2 separate regions of the Sus scrofa genome follow, and region 1 is linked to region 2. The links are chromatin contacts, called in public Hi-C maps. All regions are on one chromosome and are shown on one strand. Each heading gives the region's core, a stretch centred on a gene start, on an enhancer-like site or on the middle of the called end of the contact. The rest is flanking DNA. Distances are from core to core; before and after follow the strand shown.

Region 1 (5,008 bases), core at 1,784-4,283, 150 kb after region 2:
CTGTGAGCTGTGGTGTAGGTTGTAGATGTGGCTTGGATCCCGAGTTGCTGTGGCTCTGGTGTAGGGCAGCAGCTGCAGCTCCAATTAGACTCCTAGCTTGGGAACCTCCATATGCCACGGGTGCAGCCCTAGAAAAGGCAAAAAAAAAAAGAAGAAGAAGAAGAAGAAGAAGAAAACAGCTTATGGATACCAAAAGGGACAGGTGGGGAGGAAGGGATGGACTGTGGGTTTGGGACACTGCAGTATATGCACACTGTGGTACATGGAATGACAGGCTAATGGGGACCTGTTGTATAGCACAGGGAACTCTATGCAATATTCTGTGATAATAGTCTATATGAGGAAAGAATCTGAAAAAGAATGGATGTGCTTATCTGTATAAATGAACCACTTTGTTGTATAGCAGAAATTATCACAACATTGTAAATCAACTATACTTCAATAACACTTCTAAAACAATGAAAAAAAGAACTGCATTGGTAATATAAAGTCTGGAAATTTCTCTCCCTATTTTTCCTCGGTAAATGATCTTAATACTAACTATATGATATAAAGAGTGTTAGTCATAGCATAGAGTTAGAGAAATTAGGCTGTGAGTTTGTGAAATTAAAATGGAAAAGAATTTAGAAAATACTAGTGAAAGTACCATCGCTTTATACCTTGCCTTAATATTTGGTGCTTAATACTTAAGTTTTTCTATAAATTAATTTGCATTTTCAATAATCCTATGGGATACAAGAGCAGATTGTATCCTCATTTTACAGATAGAAAGAAAGGCTCAAACAGAACTGATCTTTCTTTTTTTTTTTTTCCTTTTTAGGGCCACATCTGTGGTATATGGAAGTTCCCAGCCTAGGAGTTGAATCAGAGCTGCAGCTGCTGGCCTCTATCACAGCTAGAACCTACATCCTCATGGATACTAGTCAGGTTCATAACCTGCCGAGCCACAACAGGAACTTGCTAGAACTGAATTTTTATCCATAAAAATATTAATACAATGAAGACAGAAAAAAACAATAATGTAGTCCAATTCTCTGTCATTATTCAGGTATGATAAAAATATTTGTATGCTTGTAATTTATATACATTTATATACATTTCCTATTAAATTACAGTTTGAAAAATAGATGCTTTTCTGGAATGTTTTCACTTTTACCTGGGAAATCTTTTGTTTTTCAGAAATCTTGTTCTCTAAGTACCTGATGAAAATATGGCAAGCATTATTATTATTTTTTTCCTTTTTTTTTAGGGCTACACCCATGGTACATGGAAGTTCCCAGCTTAGGGGTTGAACTAGAGCTGTAGCTGCGACCTATACGACAGCTCACTGGCAACTCCGGATCCTTAACCCACTGAGTGAAGCCAGGGACTGAACTCACATCCTCATGGATACTCGATGGGTTCATAACTCGCTAAGGCACAACTGGAACTCCCTGGTAAGCATTTCGAACTATTTTTTCTAAACACTAATATTCAACACATTAGTTCTAGCAAATGCTTTTTAATTTTACTTTGTAAAAACTCTCCTTCAGATGGTTTACACATCATCTTCCTAGATAATTAAAAATGAACATGGAAGCGATATGGAATTTGATCATGATGGCAATTTGAGAGTTCATTTTGGTCATAATAGGAAATCTTTTTGTACTATTTCCTTTAAAATATGTTTATAACACACACAGGTGATACATAAATACATGGATATAAATGTAATTTTTCTTACCCTGAAATATGCACTTGTGTATGTGTATACCTTGTGTGTGTATACACACACATATGTTTATGTATACATGTTTCAGGGTAAGAAAAATTATGTGTATCAGGAGTTTCTACAGTTTATACTGTTTAAATCCATAAGCACAAGAACATCAGGAGAAAAAAAAAAACTCGACCTTATACTGAACTCTGCAGTTCTGAATTAAGTGTTCAGAATAAACATTTCCTAATAGGCTCTTATCCTTTCATCCAAATCCAATAATTTGCAGTGAACAAGAAGGAAAATATATTAATTTTACTTTATTAATTTTTAAAGTTCCCAGAAAACTTTCTGGAGGAAGGTGAGATTCTAATTTTGTGGACTGGTGTGGGAGTGGTGGGAAGTAGGAAAACAAATGGGCAAATCTTTGATTCTTACTTGTAGACTGCTTTTTAAAAAATGAAGTTAATTACACCTTTTTATTCATTTGGGAAAATCATTTTGGGGAAACGTAATAGCACTATAAAAAGTTAATCATCCAGTCATGAACTACTTTTAAAGCAGCAAGATGCATGTTTTTATACAAGCTTCCCTAATTTTAACTCATATATTTACAATACCTCTACTCAGTAATCTAACAACTAGGTAATCATGCTTACTAGTTTGCCAGGGTTTGGCCTGGATTTTTGAGAATGTAAAAACAAGGAATGCATGGGAGCCAATGGCATACGGGGGAGATAAGCAAGAGAGGGAAAAATAATGAAGTCCTTCCTTAGAGAGATATGTGAATTACTCTGAACTTTTCATTGCTAATTTTGTTCACCGAGTTAATATACAACAGACTTGCAAAATTCAACACAGTTTTAAAGTAGGATTAACAGAAATTCATGAAAACTTTTTCATGAGTGAGTGAAACTATTCTCTGAGTGTTATATCTTTTTTTGGATATATACTTTTCATCTATTGTACATTCCGATTTTTCTGTTGTTGTTGATGAAAAGAAATAGAAGTCCTTAATACAATAGATCTCCTTGCCTGGATGTATGCATTCAAGTTCATTCCCTGGGTTTCCTGTGCTGTTTTTTCTGTAGGTTGGGCTTTATCCGGAGACAATACCATTGATGGCCTTGCTAAATTAGTAATACCAATGCCAAAACAAGTCATCAAAACTTTATCTCTGCCCTTGAATTCTTAACAAAATGCTTTGTTTTAATTTAAACATACTGGAAAAAAACTCCTCCAATGCCTCAACCACTCAGAGGGGAAGAGAGCAGGCCTAACGGGACTTTGGATTATGAGCAGCTTCTAGGATCAGGCTCTAGTTAGTAAAATCTATGGACTGCTTCCAGGAGCAGCTTGGTACGTTTTCTGCCAAGATCCACTGGAGCACTGCTGCCCCTGGCCCTGAGGGCTGAAGGCTAGTTCAGCACACAGGAAGGTTCTTTTGGTGGCCTTGGCAAAAAACAAGAGCCCAAGCCCAGAGACTTTCCAAGTTGGTCCCCTTCACATGGCTGCACGAATTAAGAAATTACTGAAGGTTCTCCTTTACCTTCATCTATGGAGTACACCATTCCTCCAGTACTTTTTGTTTATCTACGAGGTCTCAAGACTTTCTTGTAAGACAGGAGAAAAATACTTTGCCACCTTTAGTAGGTACTCCCATTTTACACTTTTCACAGTCTTTAGCTCAAAGGATTCACCATTAATCTCAAACTATTTCAAAAAAGGGCTGTGGTCATAAAGAGCCGAGATTTGGAGGTAACAACCAGTGCTTGTTGGACATTCACTAAAGGCCTTGTTGATTTAAAGAAAAGGGGGGGCACACTAATTTGGTTTATTTCCATTGTGAACCAGTAACTGTTTTGCCCATAAGTGTTATGACATTGGCTTCAAAATCTCTGAGACCTGGATTGTGGTCTTTGGCCTGGTTATTTTGGACCTTGAGGGGATGGACAGATTGATCCAAGAAACTGCAGCTCACACAGCTGAAGAAGTACATCTGGATTGTCATGTGGGTGCCATGGAGCTATTATACACACAGAGAGAGCATTGGAGATGATGGTAGTCTTGATTTTAGCTCTCTCTTATAGCTCCTGGACAATGCCATTTTAAAAGGATAAACTTAAAAAAGAATATTTGTATAGCACTTTGCAATTACTGAAAGTAGACTTTTGTTTTAATTCAAAAAGGTACAGAAATCTCATATTGGATTGTGGTTAAATTATACATTTTTTGCTATTATCAGTTATTTAATCATTAGATCTTATAACTTAGTGTACTATCTAGTTCTTAAGGGGAGATGTCCCCTTGGTTTTAATAGTGAATACATGAATACTTGTTAATTATTGAGAACTTTTTATTTTGCTAGAGGCATAATTACAAATTTTTAACCACCAGACCTTCCTGTTTAAAGACTCAAGTTTTACTTATAAAATGTTCTTGAATATTTGTTAATTATTCCTTAATAAAGTTTTTTTTAAGTACTACTCAAGGACAACCTAGTAAGACAATGTGTATTATACTGGAGTACCAAAAAAGCATGATTCCCCAGCACCCACATTTATAAAGGATAACAATGGAAAGAAAATCTTCCAAGTATCAACTCTTGCCTTCAGAAAATGTGAATAATACGAAGAGTTCTTTGTATTACTAGCTACTAACTGATCTGGAGGGTCTCTATGCCAGAAGCCACTGTTGCCACCCATCCCCATACGGATGTCTTTCATCTGGTAAAACTAAAACTCTGTACTCTTAAAGGATAACTCTCCATTTCCTCTCTCACCATTCCCTGGCAATTACCATTCTACTTTCTCTCTTTATGATTCTGACTATTCTACATACCTCATTTAAGTGGAATCATACTATACTTGCCTTTTTGTGACTGGCTTACTTCACTTAGTATAGTATCTTCAAGATTCATCTGTGTTGTAGCACATCGCAGAACTTCCTTCCTGTTTTAAGGTTGAATAATATTCCTTTGTACTTATAAACACCATTTTGCTCATCCATTTAACTGCTGATGGACACTGGGTTGCTTCTACACTTTAGCTATTGTGAATAATGCTGCTAAAAATATGAGTGTAGAAATAACTCAAGACCATTCTTCCAATTCTTTTAATACCCTGAAGTAATGTTACTAGATCATATGATACTTCTATTTTTAATTTTTGAGGATCTGCCTTACTGTTTTCCACGGCGGCTGTACCATTTTATATTCCAATTAACTGTGCACAAAGGTTCCAATTTCTCCATATCCTCACCAACACTTGTTGTTTTATGGTCTTTTTGGTTCTTTTTTTTTTTTTAAATGGC
Region 2 (4,748 bases), core at 323-2,822:
TCTTTTCTTTTCTTTTTTGTTGTTTGTCTTTTTAGAGCCGCACATGTGGCAAATGAAGCTTCCCAGGCTACGCCACAGCCACAGCAATGCCAGATCCGAGCCAAGTCTGCAACCTACACCACAGCTCACAGCAACGCCAGATCCTTAACCCACGGATCCTTAATCGAGGCCAGGGATCAAACCTGCATCCTCATGGATACTATCTGGTTCATTAACCACTGAGCCATGACAGGAACTCCAGGGAGCTTCTTCAAGGTAATTAAAGTTGAAGAAAGTTTAAGGGAAAAGTTCTTAGCCATCTCTAAAGTGCTGCTTCATTCGAGGAGCTAGGATTTGGGGTCTGACATCTTAGAGAACCAGGCCAGGGAGATGGTGGAGCCTGACCCAGCCTGAAAGCTTTCTGGAAATTAAAGTGATTTGGGGAGGAGCCTCAATTCCAGGCTGCCTTCCCACTGCCAGCCCTGGATGAGCATCACTTCACGGAAGTGGTTTATTTCCCAGAGGCACCTTGTCCAGAATCAGAGGCTTTGGCTTAAGGCCATCTGTTGGGCTAGGACTGCAGCCCCACCCCACCATCCCCCACTCCGGCCCCTGCCCCATCCTAAACAGCATCTCTGGCACAGGCGGATGGGGTTTTGCCTTTTTCTAAAAATTTGCTAAGGAGATGTTCCTCCTGTCAGCTAGCCTGAGTCCTTCCTGCTACTGTTTTCAAGAGTTTCCTCCCATGCTGTTGTGGGGACACAGGTAAGGGTGGCTCTCTTCTCCACTCCTCTCTGCACTGCCTTGTCTAAGAGGCCCTAACCATGATGTTCTGGCTTCTGCCTACCCTTCTTCATTTCCAGTTCTCCTTTGGGTCCTCTCTCCAACCAAACTCTCCCGGGGTGGGGTCCTTCACCTCCACCCCCACCAGGCCAGAATCAGATTTTCAGGAGTGGAGTAAGGAAGGCAGGTTGCCTTTTCTCCCGCTAGGGGCTCAAGCTAAGCTCTTCCTCAGGGGGCACATCGGGCTTTTCCAATGCCCCAGCCGCAGACTCCTGCCCCTCCCAGCCCCGGGCATCCCTGTGCCCTTCAAGCCGCTTCTGTGGCCCCCGGCCTTTAGGCCGGGCCTCCCCGCACCCTCCTCCTGCCTCCTGCCCCAGCTCTACGTTCTTGTGAGACGAGGTGTCTGTGCCCTGGGGGTGCGCAGGCCGCTGTCCGGCCAAATATAGACAAGAAGTCCGCCCCGCCCGGGACCGAATTTGGCGGCGGGAGTGTGGGGGGAGGGAGCGCAGACCTCTGTCCCTTCCAGACACCCCGCCCGCTCCGCTGGCTGCGGTGGCGGCGGTGGCAGGGGGGAGGTACCTGGTCCCGAGCCGGCCGAGGGGCGCTCACGCTGCGACTTCTCTGCGGAGGGGATTGGGGGTGCGCTGTGGACCGAGGGAGGCGTCAGGGCGCCGGAACTGCCTCTCCGGGTGTCCGCGGCGTCTGGGGCCCGGACGTTAGGCTGCGCACTCCGGCCGCTGCCTGCGACTCTCGGGGCCGGGCGCCGCTGCAGTCCCAGCTGCCGCTGCCATCAACCTGCGGAGGCGGGGCCTAGGGCAGGGGCGGGGTCGGAATGGCCCCGCCCCCCTCAGCGGCGGGAAAGTCGAGCGCCTCAGACTCCGCGCGGCCAGTCCGCTGGAGTCGGAGAAGCGTCAAAAGTAATTTTGTGTGTGCGCGCTCCTTCCCCTCGCTCCGCGCCTGCAGGGTGAGCTGGGGAGGCCCAGGATCCCAGTCCCAGACCTGGGCGCTGAGGGGGCGCGTTCCCCTTAGAGCCGGCAGCTAGGCAAGATAAGGTGCATTCGAGCTGCATTCTTGCTGCAGTCGCACTCCCAATTTAACGTGTACAAGCGGGCCAAGACTGTGGGACTACACGTCCAGACAGCCCTGAGGAGAGGTCCCTGAACATGCTCTGGGGGCCCTTGGATGAGGGTCTCAGCTGGCCCAGGGCAGCTGAGAGGGTACCCGACAGGGGGCTGTGAATGTTAACTGTTATCCTTGTTATTAGTGATAGTGACCTCTTGAGAACCTAAAACGCTGTCACTGTACTAGGCATTTCACCCTGTTGGAGAGGATTCCATGGAAGAGGGCAGAAAGCAGCCTAGAGACAGGGGGGTGGGGGTGGGGAAGAAAAAGACCAGCATTTGGGGTTAAAAGGAGGGATGGTGGTGGGAACCTCGAAGGCCCTCACAAGGCTCTTTTGTTTCTCTGGAGGAGGCCAAGCATTCAGTGGCTTGTGGGGGACAGAATCAGAAACTGTTACAGGTGCTCCAGAAATAATTAAAGCATTGTGGGGGCATAAGGGTAGATGAGGAATCTCCCTTTTATCTAAAAATTCCAGGCACATGATTAGGACGAAAAGACCTGAGTGACACAGTTGCTCCTTAATAACAATAGCTTACACTTACTGTGTGTTGATACTGTATTAAGGGCTTTACGCATTTAATTTTTTATTTTTATTTTTGGTCTTTTTGCCATTTCTTGGGCCATTCCCGCAGCATATGGAGGTTTCCAGGCTAGGGGGCGAATCGGAGTTGCAGCCACAGGCCTGCACCAGAGCCACAGCAACGTGGGATCTGAGCAGCGTCTTCGACCTACACCACAGCTCATGGCAACGCCGGATCGTTAACCCACTGAGCAAGGCCAGGGATTGAACCCGCAACCTAATGGTTCCCAGTTGGATTCGTTAACCACTGAGCCATGACAGGAACTCCGAGGGCTTTACACATTTTAATTCCATTCTGATAACAGCCTTCTGAGATGGGTATTATTATTACCTCTATTTTACAGATGAGGAAACTGAGGTTCAAAGAGGTTAAATAGTTAATGCATCACTCAACTCCGTAGGTAGTAGAGCTGAGATTCTTACCCAAGTGGTCTGGTGTCTGGGTCAAGCTTTCAGCACCATGCATTTCTGCCTCTCTTTGAAGGACAGTGCTGCTTTATCTCAGTGCTGATACTGGGAGTTATGCTTTGTAGCACAGAGGAGAGGATGCCTGGACTAATTGCAAAACTGGAGTTCCAGCCATTGCTCAATCACCCTATTCTTGCAGCTCTCTGGGCTGTAAAATGAAGAGGGCTGGGTTAGGTTCTTTCCAACACTGCACCACTTGTTGGCAGAGAGTGAATTTGACATGCTGTCTCCTACCCTGAAATGGCTTTTTTTCCTTCTCCCCTGTCCTTTTCTTCTCTTTAAAGAGAGCCTAGCACTCCATTCTAGAGGGAAGGGTCTAAGACTAGGAAGCAGGAATCCTTCAATGCCTTCAGTTCCATCACCTGGGAAGGAAGGGAGTTGCTCTCCAGGTACAGCAGCAGGAATTGTTTAGGGTTGCATGGCTCAGCCCTGCCCTTTAGCCATCTTCTGCTGCCAAGGCCTGGCAGAGCTGTGGGCGGGTGGAGCCTCGGCACAAAGAACCAGTCAATGCAAAGAACCAATCAATGGAAGAAGCTACTGGGTGCTTTTCCTTGCTGTTTTCTTCTTCTTCTTCTTTTTTTTGGGGGGGCACACCTGCACCATATGGAAGTTCCTGGGCTAGGGGTTGAATTGGAGCTGCAGCTGCCGGCCATAGCCACAACAATGCGGGATCTGAGCCGTATCTTAGACCTACACCACAGCTCACAGTGATGCTGGATACTTTAACCCACTGATCCAGGCCAGGGATCGAACCTGCACCCCCATGGATACTAGTCCAGTTCTTAACCCCTGAGCCACAATGGGAACTCCTTCTTTGCTGTTTTCCATCAGAGCTGCAATCCATAGAAGATAGGCATAGACTTCATCTTTCATAAAGCCACCTTCTGGCTTTATCTGGCTTGTGGCCTGGCAATTTAGACACGGTTTGGTCATTTGTTTTGACTGGAAGCTCCTAGAATATTTTGTGAAATGACCTTGCTTTGCGTTCACCATTGTGCCCTCTGGCACTCCAGCCAGAGACCAGTGGTGTGCTGTCTCACTTGATATGGATGATTCTTTTTCTATCTTTTTAGGGCCGCCCATGGCACATGGAGGTTCCCAGGCTAGGGGTCTAATCGGAGCTGTTGCCACCAGCCTACACCACAGCTCACGGCAACGCCAGATCCCTAACCACTGAGCGAGGCCAGGGATCGAACCCGCACCCTCATGGTTCCTAGTCGGATTGTTTCCGCTGTGCCATGGCAAGAACTCCGATATGGACGATTCAGAATGAAGCAGGCTGATTTTAGTTCAAGGCAGTGTTTTCTCTGCAGACTTAGTGATTTAGAAACTGAGTTTTCCCTACATAGTAGCCTATGTGATGAATGGCACCACTAAATATCTCAGGATGGGACTGTGGAGGGGTGGAAATGGAGACACCTCCCCCCAGCCTGTTTTGGGGAACTGCACTTTGGCTCTCTCCTTCTATCATTGACATCAAATGCTTCTCTTCTTTTTCTTTTTTGGCTGTACCCGCAGTTCCTGGGCCAGGGACTGAATCTGAGCCGCAGCTGTGGCAATGCCAGCTCTTTAACCCACTGTGCCAGAGCAGGAACTCCTAAATGCTTCTCTCCTAATGGTGGGGAGGGTGAAAGCTTTTCTGTGGAAAATCATGCCCCATTTCTAGAAACCTTTCACTCAGCTGAAGTGTCTTGTACCAAAAGCTTGTGAACTCCACCTCACTCATGTTCAGAGAGGCCGCCCACCCAAGAAATCTAGTCTCTCCTGGGGCAGGTCATGGTAGCCGTTCCCGAGCTGTCACTTTGGAGTCTCCTCC

Evidence for each region. A called contact is a pair of places that touch in the nucleus more often than the background predicts.
Region 1: a Hi-C map of skeletal muscle shows a contact between it and region 2, with 4 times the contacts expected there. The contact joins the enhancer-like site here to the promoter of CORO6 in region 2. A contact is called at or near these places in 7 of 47 Hi-C or Micro-C datasets (embryonic fibroblasts, fetal heart ventricle, heart right ventricle and 3 more) and 1 of 2 datasets of contacts at active chromatin or transcription factors (skeletal muscle).

What each region holds. Positions count from the first base shown.
Region 1 is chr12:45,957,503-45,962,510 of Sscrofa11.1, forward strand. The region is part of intron 3 of SSH2 (protein phosphatase Slingshot homolog 2); the gene reads right to left. Among named protein-coding and RNA genes, the nearest start is that of EFCAB5, 130 kb to the right of the region's middle. Within about 2 kb of position 3,034, at least 2 of the 83 cell types and tissues checked have an H3K27ac peak or open chromatin away from gene starts, as enhancers often do. A contact at or near this core is called in skeletal muscle, where this site is marked.
Region 2 is chr12:45,813,022-45,817,769 of Sscrofa11.1, forward strand. CORO6 (coronin-6) reads right to left here and starts at 1,573. Exons shown (of 13, transcript XM_021067517.1): 1 at 1,342-1,573.